2 separate regions of the Mus musculus genome follow, and region 2 is linked to region 1. The links are chromatin contacts, called in public promoter capture Hi-C maps. All regions are on one chromosome and are shown on one strand. The core of a region is the stretch at or near the end of the contact, and the rest is flanking DNA. Distances in the headings are between cores, read along the strand shown.

Region 1 (3,980 bases), core at 1,362-3,861:
CCAGAGGGTCTGAGCCCACTTGCCCAAAGTCACACAGTTTACAGGTGACAAAGCTGGGATTAGAATACAGACAACATCCAAAGCCTTTGAGCTCAGCAGGTATTGTGAGCACAGCCCCATACCAGGCTCAGTATGTGGGTATCAGTGGAGAGGTGAGCACCACGGGGTCCCCTGCTGTAAATTCTGCAAATGGGATACTGAAGAAATGAAGGTGACTGGGTAGGGCAGCAGGGAACAAGGGCACTGTCCTAAGAAATGGAGAAAAGCTCCCATCCAGAAGAGACTGAGTTCTAGACCAAAGAAAGATGAGCAGTTTGCCAAGCCACTAGGGCGGGGAAGGTGGGTTCAAGAGGTCAAAACAGCAGAGGATCGGTGAACTGGGATGTGTTGGAAGCATGGCAGAAGGGCTAGAGGTTGAGGGTGGGCAGGGAAGCCTGGAGCTGGTGTGCAAGGTCACAGATTAAGCCTCACCCCTCAAGAGACCGGCTAGGGGCTGCTGTTAATGACTGACAGACACCTGTAGACCCAGGTCCTTTCTGTAAGCAATGGAGAAGCAAGAAAAGTGTGGGGCAGGCCAGCGGCCTGGTGGGAAGCCAGCAGTGGAATTCTGACTCTGGGGCTGCAGGTGGGGGTGGGGATATGAGAACAGGGGCTGGGGTAATCTGGAAAGGAGGGGAGTTGGGATACTCTCTGTGAGCCAGTTCCTTAAGTCAGGGTGACCCAATGAAAGCACAAGCAGTAATGGGCCAGAGGTATTGTGAGGAGAGGGTTCTCCTGAGCATTCCACCAAGCGAACAGCATCCTCCCTCACCCACAGGGTGAGGGCCAAAAGTATCTCCAGCTATTACCAGACTTCCCTTAAGGGCCACAATTAAAGCACATGTGGCACACACACACACATACACAAAATACAAAATAAAATATCTCTAAAATTAAAATTAAGCTCCACCATCTTTACTTCCTGGTTGACATCGGAGGGGGGGCGTTGACTCTGGTATTTTGAGGCAGAATCCTGTGGAACGAGGTTGGACTCAAACTCATTTTGTGGCCACAGATGACCTTGAGCTTCTGATCCTCCGGATTCCACTCCCAAGTGCTAGCCGCCCCACTCCCCCCCAACCCCTCCAACCTCCACCCCTGTGTGTTACACTCTTGGCCCCACTATTTTTCCGAAGAGAAAACAGCCACAAGAAGGCATTACCAAGGCTGGTGGTCTGACCCTGGCTTCCTTGACACCGGACTTGACCTCAAGCCGGCCCGCGGTGGCAGACTAACAATTACACTGCCTGGAGGGGAGGGAGGGGCTGAGAGAGCGCGGCGCCGGGTAGTATCCTCTTCAGTGAGCTAGGACGGCAGCCGGCTCTAAATAAACGCTTTGGATTTGAACGGAATCGCGATGTATTTGCTATAAAAGGTAAAGGCTTGGTCTTCCCTGAGTGTGAGCAGGCAGGAGGTAGCAGATTTCTTGCTCAGACTGGACTGAGGAACCATCTTTAGGGCTGGACTTGGGGTGTGCGGCACAGACCTGTTGGGATCCAAATTCACGCTTGGACCCTTTGCAAACTGCGAGGCTCAAGGCCGCTTACTCCCTCCTTTCCTTTTGTCCATTTTTAAAGCCAAGATTCCTAGAAGTTCCTGCCACAGGCCTAAGGTTGGAAAAGGTGTTTAACTAAGTAACAAAAATGAAACTACCCAGCGGGTCCGTCTCGCCGGCTTCAGAGCCATACTGGTTTGTCTTCATGCCCTGCAAAGATCTCTTCCCTCTACCCCCAGTCGTCGGGATCCTTCACCCCCAAACCTGATGAGTCCCTCTCCAGCAACAGAGCGTCACATTTAAAGCTTTAGGGGGCGCCAACAGCCTTAGAACGCCACGGTCCACTCCAATCTCGGGGATCTGGGGACGCGCGGGGGGGCGGGGGTCGTCAAATAAGTGTCAATAGTTCAGTGGCTCTGAGAAGAGTTAACTAAGTACTTCGCTAGGCCGGCTTCAGGTGGGTTAATCCCCAGCCAAGCCTAAATCCGCCGCCGCCGACTGGCCCGCTCAGCCAAGCTCCAGGGATTGGAGCAGCTAAGAGAAGCGCCCTGATTTGGAATTCACGAGTTCTCCAAAGCCCAAGGCAGAGGGTAAGAGTGGTCTGACCAAGCCAAACAGGATCAAGACGCTGGGGACGCCAGAAGGAAGGAGAAGCAAAAGAAGAAGGCAGGACCGGTGCTAACACCTGGACAGGGGTTTGGAAACAAAGCGGTAGTTTGGGATCCGAAGAGCACTAAAGAGTTCCCGCTCAGCAGAATTAGAGTGTCCCCGCGCCCTGAGCGCGCTTCGGGGAAGCAGCTTACCTTCTCTAGGACGACTGGCGCGTACTTCCGGGGACCGAGCAGGGGGGCCTGGAGTGGATCAGATCACCTAGGGAAGGGCACGGCAGTGTGCTGCTGCGCCCTGTGGCTGGGGCACCCGCGCGCCGGAGAGCAATTTGGGGCGGCCCTCCCCAATCAGGGCTGAGCACGGAACGCGCACACCCAGCCTCTGGACTCCTCCAGCCCTGCACACTCTAGAGGAGCCTGAGTCCGTGGGAGGAAAAGGTTGTCTCATTTCCTTCGGTCTCCCCCCGCTACCCCACCCCACCCCCGCCCCTCGGCTCCGGACCTGCCCTCCCTCCCGCTCCCCGCCCCCTTCCCCACGTGGGCGCCGCGAGACGCGAAACCTGAACGGCTGCTCCAACTTAGTTCAACTTTGGCAACTCTTGCCTGCCTCCCCGCGCTTCCCACCGTCCCCTGGGTTACATGATCTCCCCATCCGCGGTCCCCACCTTGTCCCGAACTTCCAACATTTCCCTCTTTACAGCAAGGAGCCCAGATCTGCAAGCAGAATCCAACCCTACCCCCAACCCTCATTGGCTTATTCCTGCCTGGTGGACTGCACTCGTTGAGCCAGCTTTAAAACCCCAAGTCCAGACAGGAAATAACCACTTACTTTGTTAAATTTGATCGACTCTTTTTTTTTTCTGAGTGGAGAGTTTAAAGTCTGATGCATAATCTCCAAGGAATGTTCGTTAGTATCAGAAGACATTACCACTTTTTGGTCTTGCTTGCCTGGGTTTGAAGTTTTGTTAAACTACAGGAGTATTTATGCAGTGGCCACAAGGAGCTTGGTGCAGAACAGGCTAGAATGACCCCAAAGGACATCCTGTTCCTCGGCAGTTAGCACAGGTAACTGGGGCAAAGATAGGAGTGGACCAGTCTTAATGGTAGAGGACAGTCTAGACAGGCAGACAGGCAGGCTGTGCAGCCCAGCCCTGTGAAAGACAGGAAGAAGGAGGGGAACAGAGAAGAGATCGCCCTGCCAGCCCAAGAAAGGGTGTTGCTGGGAACCAGGGCAACTGAAAACCAAGGGCTCAGATGGTGGAGAAATTGGATGGAATAACCAGGGACCAAAAGGGGTCATCAGAATCCCAGGTGTCCTCGAGAACTGCTATCAGAAGCATACTCTAGAAACAGCTGCTGTTCTCCTGCCCCTCTGGACCTGACTCACTGAGAGTCTACATTCTGACCCAATGCCCGGATTCAGATGCTATTTGAAAATGTTGCTTTCAAGACCATTGGTGGCATGGTGGACTGAATATATCAGACCACAGAGCCCTGGCTGGACTTTAAGCTATTAGGTTTAAAAATGAGAAGAAACCCAGGTCCACTCATACGATCACTGAATTTGTCTAAAGAGGGTCCCCCAAGTGTGTTTCTGAAAGTTGATCTGACAGAGCCAGGGCTGAGAGCCATAGTCTACACTTGGCCAAACAGTGCTTGCTTTATTTAACCTTGAAATGCAGTGCTTTCCCTCAAAGAAAACAATCTCAGGGTCCTGATGTAAACACAGACCAGTTGTCTTCTCTTATAGAAGCTACTGGTCTGGCAGGAAGGGTCTTGCTTCATCGGTGCCTTGAGCAACCAGTTCTAGCTTTGGACGGCCACTAAACTACTCCCTG
Region 2 (4,433 bases), core at 1,634-4,133, 1.1 Mb before region 1:
GAAGGCGTACCTCTGGAGCAGTACCGCGCCTGGCTGGGTGAGAAGACCGTAGAGGTGGCAAAGCTGGGTTGCTCATTTCTAACCAGCAAAAGGAAGAGGGTGGGGTCTGAGAATTTTCAGTGTACTAGGACCAACTTCGATAAATTAATGTTTGCACTTTCCTTCAACTTTCCCACCCAGATGAAGACAGTAATCTGTCCCCCTCCCCACTTCGGGACCTGCCAGGGGATCTGGAGGGCCAGGAGGAAGAGGAGGAACAGAGATGGTTAGACGCCCTGGAGAAGGGAGAGCTGGATGACAACGGAGACCTCAAGAAGGAGATCAATGAGCGGCTGCTTACAGCGAGACAGGTAAGTTAGTTCCATCTGTATTCACTCGACAAACATATGGAGAGCTTGTTGTTTCTTAGGCAGTGAGAGGAACAGGAAAGGAAGGTGGGTGGATATTCAAGTGCATGCTGACAGAAGGTAAATGACTTTCCTTTTTGAATTGGGATCTTAGTATTTAAGCCCTGACTGGGATATGCTTGCCTTTGCCCCTAAGTGCTGGAGTTAAAGGTGTGTACTGCCACACACACACACACACACACACACACACAGAGCTCCTAAGTAACTTTTTAAAACTCCAGAAAATAGGGCTGGTGAGATGGCCCAATGGTTAAGAACACTGACTGTTCTTCCAGAGGTCCTGAGTTCAACACCCAGCAACCACATGGTGGCTCACAACCATCTGTAATGGGATCTGATGCTCTCTTCTGGTGTGTCTGAAGAGGGCTACAGTGTGATCATATAAATAAACCTTAAAAAAAAAAAAAAATCCTACAGAAAATAGGAATGCTGAAGTAGAAATTGCCAAGACAGAAACATTAGGGTAGTTGTGGGGACTAGCTCATTGTTTTCTTTTGTTTTTTAAAGATAAATCGTATTTACTTTATGTGGATGAGTGTGTGCCCGTTGCCCATGGAGGCCATTGGTCATCAGAACTCCTGGAACTAGATTTACAGACAGTTGAGAGCTGCCATGTAGGTGCAGGGAACTGAATGAGAGTCCTCCCCAAGGGCCGGTGCTCCTCGCCGCTGAGTAGTCTTTCCAGTCTAGAATGCCTTTGAAGAGATGACATTTCCAGTACCAGGGGAGCTTCTCAGACAGAGAGGCCAGCTGACATAGAGCCCAGGGGCACAGAGACCCAGAAGGAGAGTGTGGCCAGGTCACCCAGGGGGATATATACTGACAAGTGACATAGCTGGCTTAATTACTTTGGCAATTATGTGCTGTGAAGCTTAGTAGGGGTAAGGAATTTCCTTAGGAAGCTGCTGAAGTGTAGGCTGTCGTGGCGCAGACCTGTGCCCCAGAGCTTGAGAGACAGGAGGATGGTTACAAATTCCGAGGCATCTAAAAATACATATAGATAGCCTGACACAATCAATCAATAAACTGGGAGAGGGGTATGGGGTGTGGAAACTGGGAGAGCTGGTGATGGCCCGAGTCCAGAAGAAAGTAGTAAAAGGAATAGAGAAACCTGCACTGAAGCCTGGATGTATGACGGAAGTAGCTACTTAGTGGGAGAAAAAAGGAATCCAGGGTAATTCTTTTTGGTTTGAGCCAAATCCAAGTTGATGTTTTTTCCTGAGATACTATTTAAAATAACAGCAACAACAAAAACCTACACAAGGGGCAGGCAGGGTACCATACTTTTGTTTCCTCCTTTGGACCTGAGTGAGAGGCAGGAACCCTGGGAAGAGAAGTGTGGTATTAAGGGTCCCTAAAGATGGGGACAGTGGCACAAGCATTTGATCCCAGCACCTAGGGAACAGAGGCAAGAGTGTGAGCTCCAGGCTGGCCTGGTCTACATAGTGACTTACAGGGCAGCCAAAGTTATATAGTGAGACCGCCTCGAAACAAAAACAAACGAAAATAGGGGTGGGTGACCCCAAAAACCTCGCCATTTGGTTCTCAGACATCCTCTGTCTCTTTCCCCAGCGAGCCCTCCTCCAGAAGGCGCGGAGCCAGCCGTCCCCGACTCTGCCTCTGCCAGTGGGTGGGGGCTGCCCTGCCCCTGCCCTCACCGAAGAGATGCTGCTGAAGCGTGAGGAGCGTGCACGGAAGCGGCGGCTGCAGGCGGCGAGGAGGGCCGAGGAGCACAAAAATCAGACAATTGAGCGCCTCACCAAGACGGCCGCTCCTAGCGGGCGTGGAGGGCGCGGGGCGGCGCGGGGCGAGCGGCGCGGAGGACGGGCTGCTGCCCCGGCCCCTGCACCCATGGTGCGCTACTGCAGCGGGGCACAGGGCTCCACCTTGTCTTTTCCTCCCGGCGTTCCCACACCCACGGCGGTGGCACAGCGGCCTGCCCCATCGGGCCCCGCTCCACGATGCTCTGTCCCCGGCTGCCCCCACCCGCGTCGTTATGCCTGCTCCCGCACCGGCCAGGCCCTTTGCAGCCTACAGTGCTACCGCATCAACCTGCAGCTACGGCTGGGAGGGCCCGAGGGCCCGGGGTCCCCACTCCTGGCCACCTAAGACCTCTCCCACGCCACATTCCTGCTGTCTCCCCCACCCTATTAAATTTCGTACAGTGCCTCAGCTTGTATCGAATTGCTGGAGTGGGAAGCCGGCGGAGTCTGAACCTGAGTGTGTAAAGTCATTCAGCCAATCGGCGAAAATTTTTGTGCTGAACGGCCGTTCATTGGCCGATAAGTCAAAGCTTGTTCTGTTGTCCGTACTGGCTATTGTTGCTGTCAGTCAGGCATTTGGTCGAGCCTTTCCCCTGTCTTTGTCTGTGTGAGTTCTTGTTGTCTGGGAGAGCGGCACAGGCGCCGCTGCGGATTGGGCAAAAGGAGAAACCTGTGACCGGTTCCTATTGGCTGATCTGTTAGTTAGCGATTCTGATTGGCTGGACTGAGCAACTGTGTCCTCTGGAGGTGCTCTCCCCGGCCGGGAGCTCCGGCCGCGGAGTGATGGTGGCACCGGTGGCGATGGGCCGGGCAGGGACCATGGAAGTGGCGGCAGAGGTGGCAGGGGCGGGGCAGCTGGCGGTGGAGGAGGCTGTGGTCTTCAGGGGTCTGTAGGTGGAGGCATGGCTCGGGCCAGCAGCAGGAACAGCAGCGAAGAGGCCTGGGGGTCACTTCAGGCGCCGCAACAGCAGGTATCCCAGCAGCTCTAAAAGCTTATCTCACTACAGCCATTTATTTCTCTTTCCCCTTTCCTGTCACTTCCTGTCCGGGGTGGGGGAGGAGCTCATGGAGCCAAAGGTACTCTGAAGTTCCTGAACATGACCATTCTACTCTTTGTCTAGACTTATTACGTAGATGCAGTTGACTTTACCTGCACCCTCTTAGACCCCATCTCATGGTTGCAATGCAAGCCTGCAGTGGCTCTCCAGTTACCAGAGGCGTAGTGAAACCCCCAGGGAGGTTCCCTCTGTCTTGCAGCAGTTATTTGTGATGTTTTTCTCTGTGCCTATTGTCACAGCAGAGTCCGGCAGCATCTTCTCTTGAGGGAGCAATTTGGAGACGAGCTGGAACCCAGACTCGCGCCCTGGATACCATCCTTTATCATCCACAGCAATCCCATCTGGTTGGGAGCACTGCTCTGGGTCTCACACTGTGCCTCCTCTACCCCAGGGAGCTTGAGACCCAGGGGTGGAAAAAAAAAACCATCTTGGGGGTGTGGGAGGCAGACCTTTGGGGTGGGAGATGTTGAAAGCTTTTTAGCTTTGGAAATGGCCTTAAATTCCTACCCATTGTCACACTATGTTTTGTTTCTTTTAAAACATTAGCCTACAAAAAACCACCCTTGGGGCCAGGCTTCTGTGAGAAAAGTATTGGGTTTAAAGAACTGATATCACTTTCTCTGTATTTACACTTTACTTTCTCACTAGTTTCTGGCATTTTAAATCTTCCATACTGATAGCCCTACATATAGACCCTCCTTTTAGCATCCCATGCCATCCTTCCAAGCTAGGTCGGCTCGTGGGTGGGACTGTATGTGCGTGCAGGAGGTGGGGGTGGACAGGGCCTTGGGTAGAAGCCCCTGGTTCTTAGTGCCTCCTTGCCTCCAGCTTCGAGAGCTGTGCCCAGGAGTGAATACCCAGCCCTACCTCTGTGAGACTGGTCATTGCTGTGGGGAGACTGGCTGCTGCACCTACTACTATGAACTCTGGTGTGAGTCTTCAAAGGGATCCATCTCAGGTTCCATGCCCATCCTCCCTTGGATTTCTGAACTCAGCTACCAAAGACCCTTCTCTGCTTAGGGCTGGAGTCTGGGGTGGTGGTCTGAGTTGTGCCCTCTTTGCCTCCTGCAGGGTTCTGGCTGCTTTGGACTGTCCTCATCCTCTTTAGCTGCTGTTGTGCCTTCCGCCACCGAAGGGCTAAACTCAGGCTGCAACAGCAACAGCGGCAGCGTGAAATCAACTTGTTGGCTTACCATGGGGCATGC

Evidence for each region. Promoter capture Hi-C pulls out the DNA fragments that hold promoters and counts their contacts.
Region 2: a promoter capture Hi-C map of liver shows a contact between it and region 1, with 2.2 times the contacts expected there. The contact joins the promoter of Wbp1 here to the promoter of Eva1a in region 1. A contact is called at or near these places in 5 of 39 promoter capture datasets (cranial neural crest, liver, maxillary cranial neural crest and 1 more) and 1 of 115 datasets of contacts at active chromatin or transcription factors (extraembryonic endoderm stem cells).

Annotation. Positions count from the first base shown.
Region 1 is chr6:82,040,259-82,044,238 of GRCm38.p6, reverse strand. It overlaps Eva1a (eva-1 homolog A (C. elegans)), which reads right to left and starts at 2,611. Exons shown (of 3, transcript NM_145570.2): 1 at 2,338-2,611.
Region 2 is chr6:83,119,911-83,124,343 of GRCm38.p6, reverse strand. Wbp1 (WW domain binding protein 1) reads left to right here and starts at 2,883. Exons shown (of 5, transcript NM_016757.2): 1 at 2,883-3,141; 2 at 3,468-3,572; 3 at 4,057-4,159; 4 at 4,300-4,433. The coding sequence starts at 3,073. Ino80b (INO80 complex subunit B) reads left to right here. Exons shown (of 5, transcript NM_023547.2): 3 at 1-37; 4 at 181-350; 5 at 1,980-2,579. The coding sequence ends at 2,516.